Linked DNA regions of Triticum aestivum: region 2 is linked to region 1. A link is a contact called in public Hi-C data. All regions are on one chromosome and are shown on one strand. The core of a region is the stretch at or near the end of the contact, and the rest is flanking DNA. Distances in the headings are between cores, read along the strand shown.

Region 1 (3,248 bases), core at 386-2,885:
CCGGAGGTCCCATCGGTGCGCTCACACAGTCCACAATGCTTGTATCAGCATAGGGCGGCTCATGTAGGTTTTTTTGTCACCGTTTTTTCCTCTGGTTTTTCTAGGTGATTTTCCTTTCGATTTTCCCCAGCACTAGTGTTTCCTGGTTTTCATGATTTTTCCTTTTTCTTTTTATATTTCTATTTTCCTTTATGTTTTTGTCTTTTTATTATTATAACCTTTTCAAAGTCATTAAATTTATAAAATTAGCTAACTTTTCCAATTAATGATTTTTTAAATATGTTAACTTTTGAAATATTCATGATTCAAATTCGTGAACTTTTTTCAAAATCCTGAACTTTTATCCAATTTTCAAGTTTTCTCAACTTCGTGATTTTTAAAAATCCACAAGTTTTTTTTCATATTCTATGACTCTTTTGTAATTCATGATCTTTTTTTGGAATTCTTTAACATTTCGAAATTTAGGATTTTTATAAATTGTTTCTTAACTCACGATCTTTTTCCAAATTTTGTGAACTTTCTAAATTTTATGTTTTTTCCTATTCATGTTTCTATCAAAAGTCAACGATCACCCCATCAACCGGTGAACGGTCCACTAGTCAAACCGATCAACCACATAAACGAGCGGACCAAAACTCTGCCATCCCACGTACCCAGCCACACAAACGAGCAGACCACAAAAGGTTCGTTCCGCACCCACTTAATCCCATCGCACAATTAACACTAACATCTCGTGTGGTGAGAGGCCGCCCGCTCAGCAACCTAGCCCCTTGTGCGCTCACGCCGGAGAACTTCACGGCGCATCGACCGCTGGCTGCTCCGGTCGCCGCCCTACTCCTGAGGGCGCCGCGTGCTGAGAGGTCGAGGCAGTGGCCCATGTATGTCATCCTCATTTGCTTGGTGGCTTCCATGGATGGGGGAGAACATGAGGTCACCAAATCCATCGTTGGCCGACCGAAGGGCCCTCGAAAGACGACTGTCGGCCGGAGCCTCGCCATCTATCTTCAACTGTCGTCCGGCACCCCATTGCTACCCGCACGCCGCAGACAAGCGCATCCCATATTTCCTTGCACGATCACATTGAAACAAACAATGTTGAATATCTTTCGACTCCAATTGCGCAAGCAGGACACTCCGGCGAACATGGAATATACCAAGATGGTAGTACACCGTAGCAGGAAGAACCCCACTCAACACTTGGTACACAAAGTGTTTCACTTTACCAGGGACTCGCCAAGGCGGGTTTCCGAGCATAATTGGTTTGCTGCCAAAAATTAGCATATGCCAATGTTTGGCATTGTGCCAAATATTGGCTACTGCTTAGTTAATTCTTGCCTATCTTACATAAAATTGTCAATAATTGGCAAGTCTTGGCAATGCCAACATTTGGCAAGCCAAATATTGGCAGCAAACCAATTATGCTCCATGCATCACCGGTAATCAAGTCGGTTCCTCGAAAATAAACATCCCAAAACGGAAAGGGCAGCCGCGAAAAGGACACCCCGTGCGCCATCAGCCGCAGGATCAGATCTCAACGGCTCTGCCAGCCCGCCCCGCAGCCCAGGAACCTTCTAGAGCTTCACGAGCCCTCCCCTGCCAAATTATAAAATCCCCGGTTCCGCCTCCAGCAATCCTCCACTTCAAACCCTAGCCCCCCTCCCCCCCTCCTCCTTGACCCGCCGCCGCTTCTCCCACCCCGAAAGAAAAACACACACACAGTAGAGAGCTTCAGCTTCCCCTGAGAGCGAGAGATGGCGGCGAAGGGCGACGGGCCGGCGATCGGCATCGACCTCGGCACGACCTACTCGTGCGTCGGCGTGTGGCAGCACGACCGGGTCGAGATCATCGCCAATGACCAGGGCAACCGCACCACGCCGTCGTACGTCGCCTTCACCGACTCGGAGCGCCTCATCGGTGACGCCGCCAAGAACCAGGTGGCGATGAACCCCATCAACACCGTCTTCGGTGAGCGCCCATCTCTTTGCCTTTGCTTTCGTCACAGCTCAGATCTGCTTACTGTTTTCATAAAGTTATTACTAGGCTACCCTCGATTTACTCCGGTTAGTGTGTTTTGGTAATGTTTCCACGGATTTAACTGTTGTTGGTCCTGGTCGCTCAGATCCGTGGTCGTAGCTATACAGATTTTTGTGCTGGCAATGGTTCGTAGAGGTAGCTGTTGTTAGCTGGTTGGTGTTGAGGTGTCAGATCTGTTAGTATTAGTATATATGACTTGCACAGTTGGATCTTCTTGTTTGGTCTCAATTAGATCTATTTGTTTATAGTTGATCTGGACTGTGAGTTGTTTAACACTCTGTTGACATGTGTCTCGGTTGATACATATTAGATCTTATATTATTATTAATGTTATTATAGAGCTCGATTGCTTTGTCTTGCCAACTGCGATTTGTTTAACATGTTTTATAAATCTACATTGTCTGCCTTGTGTCCTCTTGTTCATGTCAGTTAAAGCAAGTATGTTTTAACACAATGTAGTATTGGAACTATTTTGTATGAAATTCTACTTAGTTGTATGATAGGCTTGCTGTTCACTGCACACCTCATTGATTCTCATTATTCTTAACTACATGTTGTTCTGGGCCGTTTTGTGTTGCTTTATCATTTGAATTAGTTACTGTTGGCGTTTCTCTTTAATTTTTGGAGCTAGCAGATTGATGATGATAAGAAATCCAAGCGCTTTTCTGCTGAATTTATGATGGATTGCTTTGGGCCATTAGGTTTGCTACCACGTTTTGTGAAGCGGAATTGGGGCGAATCCCTTTGATTTGCTCCTTTTTTGCCCGTTTATTTTTAGATGTGGCAAAATTGGGCAGCAAGCTGAATGTGCCCATAGCTTTCATGGTTTTCAATCTGAACAATCTGCGGTTCAATCTCCCATTGATTTTTTACTAATGGGATTTTTATGTGCTGGTTTGTGGCAAATTATCCTTTTTGTCTGTTGTTTGCTTGTCACATGTATGACTTGATGGGAGAAATTATGATATCATAACCATACCACATTTCTGCATTCACTGTGATGATCAATTTACACATGCACTACCATCTGATCTCCCATTGCTGTTTGTATATTTGTAAGATTTTTTCATGTGATTAAAACCTTTTGGATTCAATGCTGAACCTGTTCTCTTGCTGTGCAATCTGTGATGCAAACAATCCCATTTGCTGAATCACTGTGATTATTATAAACAAGATCACCATCTTTCGGCTGAGATTGCATGGCAAGTTTTTTT
Region 2 (3,192 bases), core at 630-3,129, 370 kb before region 1:
CAGTCATAAATATTTTTAATATCAGGTTTTGAGGATGACAATAGGCTAATAATCAAATTCTGAGTTTGTTGCCATACCTTTGTGTTCCCACACATCCTAGCGTTCCAGATGCACTAATTTGCAGAACATTAACTCAAAGTACCTTGCACTATTATTCAGAATATGACCCTGGAGAAATCATATGCATGGATGTTAGAGCTGGTATGGCATGATATCCAAGCAGCAAACTAACTCAAATAGCAACAAATAAAGATAAATAAATGCTACCGGCATGTTTCCAACCTAAGTGTGCTTCCGAGATTCTATGAAAGATAAAAGATCAAAATCGAAACCACTACTGATGAGATTTTATCAGATGCAACACCCCAAACACACTGTACTAAGCACACAAAAAGACAACTACAGCAGGAAATTGAAGAGCAAATATATTTTGAGCAGAAAAATTAACTGTAAATTAAGTCGAATATGTCAGCGACCCGCAAGCTATGTGCCAAACTGGCCGGAAACCTCGTCCAGCTGATGCTGGTGTATTCTTATATGTTAGCAAAAACTGCTTCTGCTGTGTAGTTCGTCTAATCAGATTCGTAGGAACATAAAAAGATAGAACATGAGATTTTTCTAGGGAAGTCCAAGTAAATACTGTACATGAGCGGGTAGAAAATGGCATCCTCATACTGCAGTATTCAGTTAAGCACAAGTATATACTCTTGCTAATTGCTATGGTTTAGTAAAAAGGGGCAGAGCCTTTTCCTTGGTTTCTACAGGAGGGAATCAAATTATTATTTGTTTATTTTCATGCCCAATAGATTGTGTTCATTAGCACTCTTTCTTAGAGCATGTCGACAAGGCTGTTTTTTTCTCAGCAAGGTATGAACTATGGAAACAGATTCACCAATGTCGATCTGTAGTGGTCAAAGAGGGATGGCGGCCAACAACAGCACGAGATTGACGGGCCAGACGTGTCTCACCTTGGGGTCCCGATAGTTTCTGCAGCCCGTGCTCCACGGCGAGCCCGGCCTCCTACCGGCCGGTGCAGCGTCCCCGGCGGTGACTCAGTGATGAAGTGGGCTGGGCAGGGGATTGAGGCGGCGGCCTCGTCGGGGGAGCAGAGGCGCGAGAGGAGGTCACGGCCTTGGCGCCATGCGCCTGCGCGAGGAACCCCGCGACGACGCGACGGCGGAGGGCGGCGAGCTGGCCGCTGCTAGGGTTTCTGGGGAGGAGGCGGTCGCGGTGCGTGGGTGAGGAGCGGTGATGCGGAGCAGCAGCAACCGAGGTGCTTCTTCGAGGCAGCGCAGAGAAGGGGAGGGCACGACGGCCAATGCGAGGGAGAGACGGGAGGGGGCAGCGTGAGGTCGTGGATGGGTGCCTGGGCGAGCGACGGCGGCGGGGCAGGGAGGCGGGCGCGGGTTAGGGTTTGGAGGGAGAGAGAGAGAGAGGCAGGGCGGGATGGAGAGAGAGGCGAGGCGGCAGTAGCTGGGCGCGGGGGGAGGCGCGAGTGCGGGAGGGAGGAGGCGGCTAGGTCATCCCACGGTAGCGCCCCCTTTTATACCCCCTACGCGAAATGACCGAAATGCCCTGGTGGGGGCACGGTATTTACATTCTGTTGCAATTGAAATTTTATCCAACGGCTCACAATGATCTGGTAATATCCGACGTCTCACGTGAGCCAAGCCCGAGATCCGACGGCCCGAGTCGCATCAGGAAACCGATCCGACGGCCGAAAATGCAAACGCATGGGAAGGCTCTATTTTGGTCTGGACTCTAACAATGGGATGTTGTAGAACCCAGATTTTTGTCGTCAGCTGAAATCGTTAGTCGGGTGCATCAACACAGCGTTGTATATCTCTACTGCCGAAGAAGGAGCGCAGCGTTGTAGCGTAGCTGAACTCTGTCTTTAGTAATGTTTTTTTTTCAAGTTCCAGTAAACAAGGCCCAACTGCACAGGGAGATTATTTGGATAATCTGTCTTGAAAGTCAACTCTTAAAACGGCGACGACGACCTCCACGTTTGTTCACGCGTTTGGGTGCCATAGCCAACTCAGATCCCCTTCTCACTCTGCTCTGCCGTTCATCTGGCTGTTCCCGGTGTCGTTCTCCTCGCCGGCGAGTTGCCGGGGTCATGCCACCAGCCACAGCCCAGCTACTCCGCGGCCGGCCGGGCGTCCTCCACGGTAGGTACATCCCCGTAGGTATGACCCAATCTCCTCCCACGTTCACTGTCGGTGCACTTGTGGCGCTCGTTGACTCGGGTAGCCGGAACACTGACAAGATTGCCGGCGTCTCCCTCTTCTCCAGCGCAGGCAGATGGCTACTGCGGCTGCGTTTGCCGGGAAGGCGGTGGCGATTCCTGCCATCTCCTTCTTGGTTGGAAAGGCTTTCAGCTACCTCGACAAGTACCACAGATCTGAAGGCATGGAGGAGCTGAAGAAGCGGCTTGAGCTGGCCATGCCAAATATTGAGGCCGTGTTCGACGCCGTCAACCCAGACCACGTCAGGGAGGAGAGCCCTGCCCTGGACAAATGTCTGTGGCAGCTCAGGGCCGCCGTCGAGGATGCTGAGAACGTTGTCGATGAGCTCGAGTACTATGAGCTGGAAGAGAAGGCCGAGGAACGTAAGGTTATTGATTGGGGCTCTTCTCTTACTAAGATGAAGCACAAAGTTGTCAGATCTGTTAAAAAAGTTAGTAGTTTGGACAAGACCTTGAAGAATTTTTCTCAACGTGACACTCTCAAGAGACTGAGAAAAGTTGTGGAAGGTTTGAACAGATCTGCTGCAGGCATAGCCAATTTCCTCGCTATCGCAGACCGTCTCAAAAAATCTGCTTCTGCCAGCCAGCAGCAAGTTGACGCAGATCGTGAGACAAGCTCTGAATTGAGTGTATCTAAATTTGTTGGGCGAGAAAGGGAGAAGGAGAAGATCATTGAATGGATAACCAAGACATCAGTTGTGTCGGCTGATGGTGTGACAAGAATCAATAGTGTACCTATTATTTCAGTGGTTGGTCATGGTGGCATGGGGAAGACTACTTTGGCTCAGAGCATATGTAAAGAAGATGCAGTGCGGAATCATTTCAAGGTCATCTGGGTCACGGTGTCTACCAACTTTGACGCAACAACGCTGACAAGTAAAATGCTGGAATCTGTTACAGGGGTAAAACCAGGTCCTGATCATTTGGAACCATTGCAAAAGAAT

Evidence for each region. Hi-C and Micro-C count contacts between places; a contact is called where the count stands out from the background.
Region 2: a Hi-C map of leaf shows a contact between it and region 1, with 6 times the contacts expected there. The contact joins the promoter of LOC123145751 here to the promoter of LOC123145747 in region 1. A contact is called at or near these places in 3 of 5 Hi-C or Micro-C datasets (all in leaf).

Annotation. Positions count from the first base shown.
Region 1 is chr6D:447,556,018-447,559,265 of IWGSC CS RefSeq v2.1, reverse strand. LOC123145747 (heat shock cognate 70 kDa protein 2) reads left to right here and starts at 1,635. Exons shown (of 2, transcript XM_044565232.1): 1 at 1,635-1,965. The coding sequence starts at 1,752. LOC123146531 (small nucleolar RNA Z196/R39/R59 family) reads left to right here and starts at 3,151; the gene lies at 3,151-3,234. It overlaps LOC123146530 (small nucleolar RNA Z195/SNORD33/SNORD32 family), which reads left to right and starts at 2,986; the gene lies at 2,986-3,071.
Region 2 is chr6D:447,925,461-447,928,652 of IWGSC CS RefSeq v2.1, reverse strand. It overlaps LOC123145751 (disease resistance protein RGA2), which reads left to right and starts at 1,879. Exons shown (of 4, transcript XR_006472396.1): 1 at 1,879-2,189; 2 at 2,296-3,192. It overlaps LOC123145752 (a long non-coding RNA gene), which reads right to left and starts at 1,503. Exons shown (of 7, transcript XR_006472400.1): 1 at 969-1,503; 2 at 78-168.